2 separate regions of the Sus scrofa genome follow, and region 1 is linked to region 2. The links are chromatin contacts, called in public HiChIP or PLAC-seq maps. All regions are on one chromosome and are shown on one strand. The core of a region is the stretch at or near the end of the contact, and the rest is flanking DNA. Distances in the headings are between cores, read along the strand shown. Region 1 overlaps RAB11FIP4 (rab11 family-interacting protein 4). Region 2 holds the start of COPRS (coordinator of PRMT5 and differentiation stimulator).

What was found. HiChIP or PLAC-seq counts read pairs in DNA pulled down with a chosen protein or histone mark.
Region 1: an H3K27ac HiChIP or PLAC-seq map of alveolar macrophages shows a contact between it and region 2. The contact joins the enhancer-like site here to the promoter of COPRS in region 2. A contact is called at or near these places in 1 of 5 promoter capture datasets (liver), 11 of 47 Hi-C or Micro-C datasets (alveolar macrophages, blood, embryonic fibroblasts and 6 more) and 1 of 2 datasets of contacts at active chromatin or transcription factors (alveolar macrophages).

Annotation. Positions count from the first base shown.
Region 1 is chr12:43,429,452-43,435,674 of Sscrofa11.1, reverse strand. All of the region lies in intron 3 of RAB11FIP4 (rab11 family-interacting protein 4), which reads left to right. Among named protein-coding and RNA genes, the nearest start is that of RAB11FIP4, 42 kb to the left of the region's middle. Within about 2 kb of position 3,789, at least 11 of the 83 cell types and tissues checked have an H3K27ac peak or open chromatin away from gene starts, as enhancers often do. A contact at or near this core is called in alveolar macrophages and liver, where this site is marked.
Region 2 is chr12:43,088,706-43,095,468 of Sscrofa11.1, reverse strand. It overlaps COPRS (coordinator of PRMT5 and differentiation stimulator), which reads right to left and starts at 4,288. Exons shown (of 4, transcript XM_003131747.4): 1 at 4,079-4,288; 2 at 1,686-1,752. The coding sequence starts at 4,177. It overlaps UTP6 (U3 small nucleolar RNA-associated protein 6 homolog), which reads right to left. Exons shown (of 19, transcript XM_003131746.4): 19 at 5,990-6,763.

The DNA.
Region 1 (6,223 bases), core at 2,540-5,039, 340 kb before region 2:
GCTGCTTTCCCACCTTGACGGCAGAGTCGAGTGGCTGCCACAGAGGTCTATGGCCCGCAAAGCCTAAAATATTTACTCTCTGCTCCTTATGGAAAAGGTTTTCCAACCTTTAAGATAAATTCTGGTCACCATTGTGGCTCAGCGGGTTAGAACCTGACTAGTATCCATGAGGATGCGGGTTTGATCCCTGTCCTTGCTCAGTGGGTTAAGGATCTGCCGTTGCCTGCAAGCTGCTGTGTAGGTTGCAGATGTGGCTTGGATCTGGCATGGCTATGGCTGTGGCTGTGGCTGTGGCTGGCAGCTGAAGCTCCAATTCGACCCCTAGCCTGAAAACTTCCATATGCCACTGGTGCAGCCTTAAAAAGGAAAAAAAAAAAAAAAAAAAAAAAAAATCACCAGGCGGCAACTGCTTGACCCAAAGGATGCATATCTTAAAATTTCTAATGCATCTGTCAATTCCTTTCCAGACAAGTTGTCTCAATGACTCTTTCATCAGGATTGTGTTAGGTTCCTACTACCCTTTGGATACTGGCCGTGGTGCCTTTTTTTTTTTTTTTTTTTGTCTTTTTGCTATTTCTTGGGCAGCTCCCGCGGCATATGGAGGTTCCCAGGCTAGGGGTCCAATTAGAGCTGAAGCCACCGGCCTACGCCAGAGCCACAGCAACATGGGATCCGAGCCGTGTCTGCAGCGCACACCACAGCTCACGGCAACGCTGGATCCTTAACCCACTGAGCAAGGGCAGGGATCGAACCCGCAACCTCATGGTTCCTAGTCGGATTCGTTAACCACTGCGCCACGACGGGAACTCCTCACACATTTTTTTTTTTTCTGCTTTCTTAAATCTTTCATTTAAGAGGCTAAAATTAGGATGGCTTTTTTTGAATTACAACATGGTTGGACTTCTCAAATTGCCTTTATTGGTCACAAGGAGCTCTCTCTTCATGACTTGCCTGCCCACATCCTTCACCTGGTTTCTCTGGATGTATTCATTTCCATTGACTTAACTCAAAATATTAACTTTCGGACACAACCTTACAAATATTTGGTCAGCTCGCCATTTATTTTTAACTTTGTGTATGAGAGCAAATTTAAAAGAGTTTTATGGCCAATCCATTCATGTTTTCCACTGTGGCTTCGGGCTTTGGTGTAATGCTCAGAAAGCTTTCCCACCCAAGGCTGGGACACCATTCTATTTTTATTTTTGTTTTATGTGTTTGGTTTCATGTTTAAAGCTTTGACCCATGGGATGAACTTTAACGTCTACCAGTGAGGCAGGGATCCAATTTTCCCTTTTTGTTCTCAGCCCCTGTGACCCTCCCTCCTGCCCAGTCCACCTCGCAGGAACCAGAAGCTCTTGACAGGGTTATGCTTAGGCCGCCCCCCAAGGGGGTTTGCTGGGAATCAGGACCTCCACCGAAGCCCAAACTGGCTCCTCTGCTCATATTCAGAAGGAGCTTTGGGAGTTCCCGTTGTGGCTCAGTGGGTTAAGGACCCGACGTTGTCTCTGTGAGGATATGGGTTCGATCCCTGGCGTCGCTCAGTGGGTTAAGAATCTGGTGCTGCTGCAAACTGCAGTGTAGGTCACAAATGCAGCTCTGACTTGAGCCCTAGCCTAGGAACTTCCATGTGCAGCATGTGCAGCCATAAAAAGAAAAAGAAAAAACAAAAAAACCAGAAGGAGCTTTGCCAAACCCGTCTCATCAGTACGGTTTTTAAAAATCTGCCCTGAGCTTCTCCCTAGAACTGGCCTGGGGGTGTGTAAGGCCTGGAGGTCCAGGTCCACCATTGCTTAATTTCATCCATTTGGAAGCAAGCCTTTCTGAAACCACTTGCAACCGTGGTACGTTTAAATTCTAAAAATACTTTCCCTGACAAACAGCGCTCCGATTCAGCTGTGCTGGTGAGGGTGTGGGTGGCTGGTGGCATCAGACTTGCATTGGTGACGTGATGGGGGAGGGTGTCTCCTAGCCTTACTTGATTCTTAACTATGGCCCCAGTATTTTCTTCTGTTCCAACACCGTCCTCCTTCCAAAGGAAAGACCACTCATCCCAAGCCTCAGAATTTCTGTGACAATAAAAAGATCCTTGGGTCATATCTTTGAGACACCCTAAATTCTGATTAACCCATTGAGTGAGGCCAGAGACTGAACCCGCATCCTCATGGATGATAGTCGGGTTCTTAACCCACTGAGCCACAACGGGAACTCCTATCCCCATTTTTTAAGCCAAGCAGAAGGGGTCAAGTTTGGTTTTTCAGCCCCGCAGGGGATGAACCAATTTTGTGTCTAACTGCCGTCTTCTTTCAGCATCTTTTCTTTCATTGACTGGAAATACTTTAATCTCGCCCATTCTCCTCCGAAGCAGCTATTCCAGCCTACTGGTTCCCTCACTGATGATTAAGTAAATTTTTAACACAGGGAACTGTGGGAAAACACAAATACATGCAGTTGCTTAAGGACGGGTGTTAGTTCACACGTACAGTTGCATCAGGACGATGCTAGTTCTCAGAAACAGCACAGTCTAAACTGGTGCTTCTTAACCCTGGCTTCACACCGGAATGGTGCAGGCTGCTCTCAAGCCATCCTGATGCCTGGTCCCTCATCCCAGAGATCCTAATTCACTTAGTTTAGGGAGGGGTCCACTCATCTATTTTTATTTTTTATTTATTTTATTTATTGCATTTTATTTTATTTTCATCTTTTGTCTTCTTAGGGCCACACCTGCAGCATATGGAGGTTCCCAGGCTAGGGGTCCAATTGGAGCTAAAGCCTCCCCAGCCTACAGCACAGCCGTTGGGATCCTACACCACAGCAACTTGCGATCCGAGCTGCATCTGTGACCTACATCACAGCTCCCGGCGATGCTGGATCCTCAACTCACTGAGTGAGGCCAGGGATCAAACCTGAAACCTCATGGATGCCAGTTGGATTCATTACCACTGAGCCGCGACAGGAACTCCCACTCATCTCTTTTTACGAGCTCCCAGAGTAATTCTAATGCACACCCAATATTGAAAACCAAGGACCTATGCCAGCCATTTTCAAGTTTTGTCGCATATTAGAATTTCCCTGGAGCTTTTAAGATTCTTAATGCCCAGCTGTCCCTCAGACCCGTTAACCCAGAACTTGTAGAGGCAAAGGACCCAGACATCTGCAATTTTTTTCTTTGTTTGGTTTTTTCTAGGGCTATACCCGCCGCATAAGGAGGTTCCACAGGCTAGGGATCTAATCAGAGGTGTGGCCGCCGGCCTACACCACAGCCACAGCAACGCCAGATCCTTAACCCACTGAGCGAGGCCAGGGATTGAACCCACAACCTCAGGGTTCCTAGTTGGATTTGTTAACCACTGAGCCACTACGGGAACTCCAACATCTGCACTTTTTAAAGCTCCTTGAGGGATTCCACTGAGCCACGACCCGTGCCGTGTCCCGGGCTCTGGTCAATTCACGTCAATACTTCCTTCCCTGAGAATGGACTGCGGAGGTGAACGTGGCCAACGCCTGACACAGCGCGTGTGTCCAAATAGCAGCTGGCCTGTTCACGCGGCCCTGGAAGTATCCTCTGGGGAGGAGTGGTTTGGGACCACAGGGCCCGGGCCCCGGGTGTCCGTGCCCCATAGCACCTGGCTGCCTGGGTGCTCAGGCCCAGGCAGGGAGCATTCCTGTTGGCCACTGAGCCGTGACTGCCTCCCCAGAGAGTGGCCTGCGAGGGTCCACGGGGGCTCCATGGATCAGAGCCCAAGAGGAATCTCACTGGGAGCGTTCCTCGTCTGCCGCCCAGTTTTGAAAACTTCCGAGAGCTCGGGCTGCCCTATAGACGTTGCAAGAGTGGAGAGCAGATCACACGGACTCCCTGACGACCGAGCAAGCGTACTTCTCCATTTGTTTCTCTTCCTCTCTGTGTGTCTCTGTTTTTTGCTTTTTTTTTTTTTTTTTGTCGTTTTGAGGGTTTTTTTTTGGGGGGGGGACTGTTTGTAAGTTAGTTGCAGACATTATGACACTTCACATAACCACAGCACTGGTATCACCTGTCGGAAGTGTGACAGCGATGCAATATATTATCTAATATAAACTCCACATTCAGAGTTCCTGTTGTGGCTCAGCGGTAACGAACCCAACTAGTATCCATGAGGTTGCGGGCAGGTCTCGGGAGGCTAAGGATCCGGTGTTGCCATGAGCTGTGGTGTAGGTCACAGATGCGGCTCGAATCCCATGTTGGCCACAGCTCTGGTGTAGGGCAGCAGCTGCAGCTTTGATTCAGCCCCTAGCCTGGGAACTTTTATATGCCGAGGGTTCAGCCCTTTAAAAAATAAGATGGAGTTCCTGTCGTAGCTCAATGGTTAACGAATCCGACTAGGAACCATGAGGTTGCGGGTTCCATCCCTGGCCTTGCTCAGTGGGTTAAGGATCCAGTGTTGCCATGAGCTGTGGTGTAGGTCACAGACGTGGCTCGGATCTGATGTTGCTGTGGCTGTGGTGTAGGCCAGTGGCTACAGCTCCGATTAGACCCCTAGCCTGGGAATCTCCATATGCCACGAGTGTGGCCCTTAAAAATAAAATAAAATAATAAAAATAAAATAAGATAAATTCCATATCAAGTTGTCCTAATCTTATTATAACTTTTCTAAAAGATTTTAAATTATTGATTTACGATGTTGATTTACAATGTTGTGCAAATTTCTTCTATATAGCAGACTCAGTTATATGTATGTATATATATATATTCTTTTTTATATTATTTTCCATAGTGGTCTATTATTATTCCAGTAGAGTGAATACCGTTCCCTGTGCTCTACAGTAAGGCCTTATTTATCCATCCTAAATATAATAGTTTGCAATCTACTAACCCCAAATTCCCAGTCCATCCCTCTTCCTCTCCTCTCCTCCTGGGCAACCACAGTTCTGCTCTCTATGTCTGTGAGTTTGTTTCTCCTCTGTGGATAGCTTCATTTGTGTCATATTTTAGATTCTATGTGTAAATGATATCATGTGGTATTTGTCTTTGTCTTTCTGACTTACCTCATTTAGTATGAGAATCTCTAGTTCCATCCATGTTGCTGCAAATGGCATTATTTTGTCCTTTTTTATGGCTAAGTAGTATTCCATTGTATATACGTGCCACATCTTCTTAATCCGTTCATCTGTTGATGGACATTTAGGTTGTTTCCGTGTCTTGGCTATTGTAAATAGTGCTGCTGTGAACATAGGGGTGCCTGTATCCTTTTGAATTATAGTTTTGTCCAGATATATTCCCAAGAGTGTGATTGCTGGGTCATATGGTAGTCCTATTTTTAGTTTTCTGAGAACCTCCATACTGCCTTCCATAGTGACTGCATCAACTTACATTCGCACCAATAGTGTAAGAGTGTTCCCTTTTCTCCATACTCACTCTATCATTTGTTATTTGAAGACTCTTTAATGATGGCCACTCTGACTGGTGTGAGGTGGTACCTCATTGCAGTTTTGATTTGCATTTCTCCATGAGTGGTGATGCTGAGCATCTCTTCATGTGCCTACTGGCCGTCTGTATGTCTTCTTTGGAGAAATGTCTATGTTAGGTCTTATGCCTATTTTTCAATTGGGTTGTTTTTTTGTTATTGAATTGTATGAGTTGTTTGTATATTTTGGAAATTAAGCCTCGTTGGTTACATCATTTCCAAATATTTACTCCCATTCTGTAGGTTGCCTTTTGAGTTTGTTGTTGCTGTTGTCTTTTTTTTTTTTTTTTTATGGTTTCCTTTGCTATGCAAAAACTTGTAAGTTTGATTAGGTCCCATTTGTTTATTTTTGTTTTATTTTGATTGCCTTGGGAGACTGACCTAAGAAAACATTTGCATAATTTATGTCAAAGAGTATTTTGCCTGTGTTCTCTTCAGGAGTTTTATGGTGTCATGTCTTATGTTTAGGTGTTCCAGCCATGTTGAGTTTAATTTTTGTGCATGGGGTGAGGCTGTGTTCTAATTTCATTGATTTACATGCAGCTGTCCAACTTTCCCAGCACCACTTGCAGGAGAGACAGTCTTTTCCCCATGTTTATTTCTCTCCTTCCTTCCATTGCCAACTGGTCCACAAGGCCCAAGGTGCCCACTTCTCTCCACCCCCACGTTCCACCCCCATGGTAGCTTCACCCCCACCTGGTCACCTGCCCTCTCTCCTGCCTTTCTCCCTGCAGCAGCCAGAGTGTCCTTTTTTTTTTTTTAATACCCATTATTTAATTTATTTA
Region 2 (6,763 bases), core at 3,039-5,538:
AGTTCTTCTAATTACAAACATGTGTGACTGAGCTGAAACTGACGCAACCAATTCCTCCGAAACTTACAAGGGAGAATGACCGCAGCACCCAGCAATCCCACTCTTAAGCGGATGACCCAAAGAGAGCAAAGGTTCAAAGAAAATGTGCACAAAAATGTTCAGAGCAGCACTGTTCGCAATCACCAAATGGCAGAAACAACCCAAACAGCTATCCGCTGATGAATGGGTAAATAAACTGTGATGGAATTATTCAGCCATAATAAAGAAATGAAGGTACTGCTACCTGCTACAACATGAACCGTGAAAAAACCATGCTGAGTGAAAGAAGTCAGACATAAAAAAACCGCATATTGGAGTTCCCACTGTGGCGCAGCAGAAACGAATCTGACTAGCATCCATGAGGATGCAGGTTCAATCCCTGGTCTCATTCAGTGGGTCAGGGATCTGGCATTGCCCTGAGCCGTGGTGTCGGTCGCAGACGCAGCTCAGATCCCGAGTTGCTGTGGCTGCAGCAGAGGCCGGCAGTAGTAGCTCTGATTCGACCCCTAGTTTGGGAACCTCCATATGCCATGAGTGAGACTGTAAAAAAGGGGGGGGGAAATATACATATATATATCATGTAACTCCATTTATAAGCAACTCATATGTGCCTATACGGAACAGGTAAATCCACAGAGACAGAAAGCAGATCTGTGGTAGCCAGGGGCTCAAGAAGGGGAGTGTAGGGGGTGACTGCTTCTTAGATACAGCGTTTCCTCTGGGGGCCAGGAGAATGTTCTGAAACTAAACAGTGGTGGTGACTGGCCCAATATTGTGATTGGGCCAAATGCCACTGAATTGTACACTTTCAAATGGTTCATGTTATGTGTCTTCTTCCACAATCTTTAAGGTTTTTGCTCTGTAGCTCGGTTTCCTCATCTATCACAGGCAGATAGAGCCATTGTCAGGGTTTTTAAAGGAAAAAAAAAAAAAAAACCCACTTAGAACTGTACATGGCACACAGTGAGTACTCAGTGAAGTGTTAGCTGCTAGGACTACCCCTATTTATGTGCTTGGTGCTTTATCCAGACCAGCACTGGCCAAGAGAACTTTCTGTGATGACGATAACATACTTACTACAATCTGTGCTGTCCGAAAGGCTAGCCATGGCCGTGTCTGACTACTGAGCATTTGAAATGTGGCCCATGTGACCAAGGAAGTGAATTTTCCACTTTATTTCGTTATAATTAAACAGCTATTTGGAGTGGGGATTTCAGTTCTACATCCTATCACCCCATCCTCAGACAACCCTCTAAGGAAGTATTATTATCCCCATTTTAAAGATAGAAAAAGGATAAAAAATATAAAGCCACAAAACTAAAGCCCAGGACCCAGTCCCAGAGCTGAAAGGGAAACAATTTCAGCCGCCTGCAAAGCCTGCACACTTTCCGCTGCCCTGGGCTGTCTTCCTCGGCAGAAGGGGTGGATCTGGACCCAGGCCCAAGACTCTCTTGCAGGGGGAGGGGGGGGGCTTCCAAACGAGAAGACGCCTGAAACACTAGGCAGAAAAGGCAACCGGCTGGGGAAGAGGAGGGCTGGCTACAAAGAGGAGGTACCTAACCAAGCCGGGGACCGACCTTCCTTCTCTGTCACTTCCTCGGTCTTTCCCAACACCCACCTCCCCCCAGGCTCCGCCAGCTACTTGCCTAGTCGATCCATGGCCTTCTCAGTCTCTCTCTCCTGACCAGAGTGGTCAGCCAGCACAAAGGCAGCCTGCGGGAAGAAGAAACAATTACCCGGGCCTTGGAGGCCTGCGGAGAGCCAGGATTTCAGCCCCACTTCCACCCTTCCATAGCGCACTTCGGGAGGCTGGGGTGGGGACTCTGCAACCCACGTTTCTGCTTTGCCGTGTCAGGCTGGGCCAAGCCCGAGGAAGAAGGGCCCGGCTCCTTCCTACTCCTGTAGGGACGGGCCGGCAGAATCGCCTGCCTTCCTAGCTGCCTGCATCCAGCACGCGCAGAGCCAGCCTCCTGCCCAGCCCTCTCCTGAGTGCTCGGAGTCACAGGTCCTCAGGACCCCGACGCCAAGCTCAGAGACCCCAGCACTAGCCAGGGCAGTGCCCCCTCTTCTGAGGCTGGAATTTCAGCGGGCTGCAAAGCCTCTCCCCTGTAATCATTCCAACCTCACCTCTTTTGTTCCCTGAGCCCCAGGGCTTGGTTTGGTTTCCTACAGCAGCAAGCTCCTCCTTACCTTTTCAGTTACAAACCGACTTTTATCTAGGGAACAGCTCTTTTTATCAAATGCTGTCTCCTGATGGATCCATGGGGACAAGAGAGCTTTTTTAGGCGATGAAGGGAAATCTTCCCTCATAGCCAACCATGTGCTTTTCTGCTCCCATCACTCAAAAGTTCCTGAAACCCCATCACCTGTAAGACCTCTTTCTAAGTGAAATACTCACAGCCTGCATGAGAAGACCTGATTACAAGCCCATTCATTCAGTGTGTACCCTGGACACAGCACTTCAGCTACCATGCCTGAGTTTGTCAGGACACGGGGGATGCCTGTTCTGACTTTGTGGGAGGCTTATACTGAGATAACACTCATGAAAACACCTAGCACACGGCAAGAATATAACATCTGTTGCTGTGTGTCTTTTTAGGGCCGCACTTGTGGCATGTGGACGTTCTCAGGCTGGAGGTCGAATCAGAGCTACAGCTGCTGGCCTACGCCACAGCCACAGCAATTCGGGATCTGAGCCACATCTGCGACCAAAACCACAGCTCATGGCAACGCCAGATTGCCGACCCACTGGGCGAGGCCAGGCATGGAACCTGCATCCTCATGGATGCTAATCGGATTTGTTTCCGCTGCACCACAACAGGAACTCCCATCTGTTGAATTTTAATTCACCTTCTTTGCTCCTAAAGCTACACTGCACTTGGCACCTGTCCCAATTAGCTCATCATCTGCCTGGATTTAATGAGTTAATTCCACCTCCTATGGTTAAGTGACAACTCCTGGTCACTACTGCTGGCCAGGAGTGGGACCTCTCACTTCTTCCACTGCAAGAGCCCCCTAACTGGCTTCACTCACCCATCTTGCCCAGCCTGACAGCGCTAATCAATACTCTGCTCCGAAGGCCTCCACTGTGGGACCACAAACTTCTCCATGGCCTCCAGCCCCATCAACCTACGGAGATAGTTCTCTCGCCCAGCTCTGGGACCAAAGCTCCCGGCCATTCGCCCTGCACTTCCTCACCTCCAGACCTTTGCCAGGAACAAGCATCCCCCCGACCCTAGAGAGGAAGCGCACAAACCTTCCTGCTCTGCCCTGACAAAACCAGTCTCATCCTACCTGCACCCCCAAAGTAATTTTCTTTCTAAACCCATCACTACATTTTTTATATCTTTCTTTGGTTAAGTACTTTCTGTGATGCCTAAACAAGCATTCTATTCCTCCATCCAATTAATATGCGTGTCTGTGGTGTCAGGCACTATGCTGGTCACCTGGTTAACCAGCACTAGAGGGTTCCTACCTCAACGAGCTCATGTCTAATAGGGATTATTGACTGTAAACGGGGCAGGACATGACTGTTAATGGTGGTCCGGCGCGCAAATGAAAACAAGTTTCTGGAAACCCTGCGTCAAACGCGGCCTTTTGCTTTCAGTAAAGGTTAGAGGAGAGAGCGCAGCAGACATCATCTGGTGCTCAGGGTTAGCTGAGCATCGCCACGAAGGGACATGGATCCGCCAGAGAAGATCGCTCTACTCGCTGCCTTCACCTGGCCCCAGCCCAGGCCCAGCTCTCGGTCAGCAGCATCACCGCCCATTTAGCAAGGACGCCGAGGCGCTCGTGGGCCGCCAGCTAGACCTCTCCGCCCGGCGCGCCCACCCACGACCACGAGGTACCCTGCTCCGCCGCCCCGCGACCCGGCCGTTTCCAGCTCGGGCGCGTGCCCAAACGGCGCTCCCCGTTCGCAGGGAGGCCCGAGGCGCTTCCCCGGCTCCGCGGCCCCCCACCCGGCCCGCCCCATGAGCCCCGCAACTTCCCGCCCCCGGCCGCAGGTGGTGACCGCGCCCAGGCCCCGCGCCGCGCTCACCCCCGGGGCGGGGGACGCCTCCCGCGCGCTCAGCTGCGGCCGGCCCCGCGGCGGCTCCGCGGCCCCCAACGCTTGGGCCCCAGCGGTGAGAGGGTCCATGCCCGGCGGCCAGCGGCTCTGAGCCCGAGACGCTCGCTGCTCAGCCACGTGACGCACCAGCCTGGCAGCCAGCCCAAGGATACGCCGCGGAGGGCCAATCAGCCGGGGGTGCTCCCGGACGGGGGGCGGGGCGCGGGGGTCACGAGGAAGCCGGGGGCGGGGCGGGGCGGGGCGGAGCAAGGGGGCGGGGCGAGCCCGACTGCAAAGGCCTCCTGCTCACGTACCCGCTCTGGAGTAGGATTTTGGAACGTCCTGACCAGGTGCGGACCCCAGGGCTGGATGACTAGTTGGGTCTGGAATGCCAAGTGTTATCCCTACGCAACCACACTGGATATGCTTCTGCTTCAAAACCTCGATTTCCTGTTAGGCGTCTACATGATGATGTATAAAACTCAGCTCTCAAAACTTCACACAGTTGAAGCTCCAACCGCATCTCACTCTTGTCTCTAAATAGGTTTCTCTGGAGCTTAGGCTGAAATTAGACTATAACTCACAAATGGATGAGACAACTCAGCAACCCAGTTATCCTCCACCTTGAGTTAGTGACTTCTCAAACCCGTTAGAAACCTAGGAATAGATGATCAAAACAAACTCCTACAACATGCAGACATCCTTATAGGCTGATACTTGGTCACAGTAACCCTAAACCTTCTGTACTGTGCTGGTATGGTCTCACCTGGGCTTCTCTCTTTTAATGCTCCAAGTCTGGCCCTCTACAACCTGAGGGCAGCAGAATTCTGACAGGCAGCGCCTGAGCAGGGGATACACCTTCCCTGCCTAAACTCCAATAACATATCTGCTCAAGGTGGGATAGTCATGTTAACCCTTAAGAAGCAGAAAAGCTGGAAGGTGGGACTCCTTGCTCACCAGGCCACCTTACCACAATCTGAGACATTAGAGGGCCTATTCCTTCATTTCCCTCAAGAATGTGCTGTTTATACACTATATAAAGCATTTGAACATTTTAGCCTAACAAATCATATGTCGACTTTCCCACAGGGGAGAGAATGTGACCAATTAATGTGTGTTCTGCTCCAACTCATGAGTTAGTTTCCCCAAATCTAACTGAATCTAGGTCAACAGTGTCCAACAGAACCATATGCCATGGTAGAAATAAAAGTTCTATTATCTGTGCTGTCTAGCATGGTAAATATGTGGCCAGAGTAAATGAAAATCTGAATTATCTAATTTCAATAAATTTAAGTTCCCACACGTGGGGAGAAGCTACCCCATCTAACAGTGCAGCTCTAGGTGAACTAGCTAGATGCACTTCCATAACCTGCAATGGTGAGAATCAGGTAGAGGGTTGTGTGACCGCAGGGTGACCCACCCTCACAAGCCTTGCTTTAAGGAGTCAACCACCCTGCTCTTCACTCTCATGTCTGAAATGTGACAAGTATCTCTTTCCTAAAATAAAAAAGCCCTTTAAGGATTTAAAATGTTGACCTTCCTAAGACTTACTGGAGAAGAGAAAGAGGAAATTTTTCTCATTTTAATATAAATGACATACAAACACCATAGAGAGTACAAAAGGTCCTAATGAAAATGCCCTAAAATGACTCTAATATTCATAGAAATATAATAAAGGTATTATAAATCAGTCAGAGAAAAATGGCCACAAATGGTATTGTGGAAAATTTAGTTCACTGCTTGGGGAAAAAAAAAAGAGTCGTCCTCATCAAGAGGTAGGGTTTTCAACAATAAAAATCAGACCCCACACATAGAAAACCTCTGGACCTCAAAAAAACACTAGAAGAAGAAAAAAAAAAGCTGGGGACACATCATTAGTAATAAAGAGACAAACTTAAGATTAGCATTCCTCATACATAAAAAATTCTTTATAAATTAGTTTAAAAAAATTCAAAAAATAGTCAAACATGAAAAGAGTACCAGAAAAAAACACAGTAACTACACTAATATCAAAGAAATACACAATAAAACAATGACCTACACCCCTTTACATCTATTAAAATGGGAAATATAAGAAATATAATATCAACAGCAGGTAAGGGTGTTGACTTTTCACACAGTGCTCCAAAGTATTTTCATACAAAGCAAAGTGACAGTACATATCCATGTTCTTTAAAATAGTTAAATCCTTTAATACAGTAATTCTATTTTCAGATGTTAGTCTTCTAAGGCAATAACCAGGGATATGAACAAAGATTGATAAGAATCTTCACCAACAGCATTTCTAAGAAAAATTAGAAATGACAAGATCCAACCATAAGAGATCAGTAAAATAAGTCATGGCTCATCTATACAATGGAATGTTATAAATTCACTAAAAATTTTTAAGGTTATTTAATGATATGGGGGAAAAAAACATAATATTAAGTGAAACACAACATTAAGTAATACTTCGCCCAATGACATCATGTTAAAGGAGATACAAGTCAAACAACTGCCTCCTCCGCGCCCAGAATGCTCTTCTCTGCTCCAAGCCATCCTCTATCCTCGCCTCTGAAAACCCTTCTCTTTCTAATCTACTCCCTACCCCTGACTTTTTTTTGTTGCCAGGCCTCCCCAATGTAAACACCTCTTCATATCAGTCCCAGAGACAGAATATACTTTTTTAATAATCTC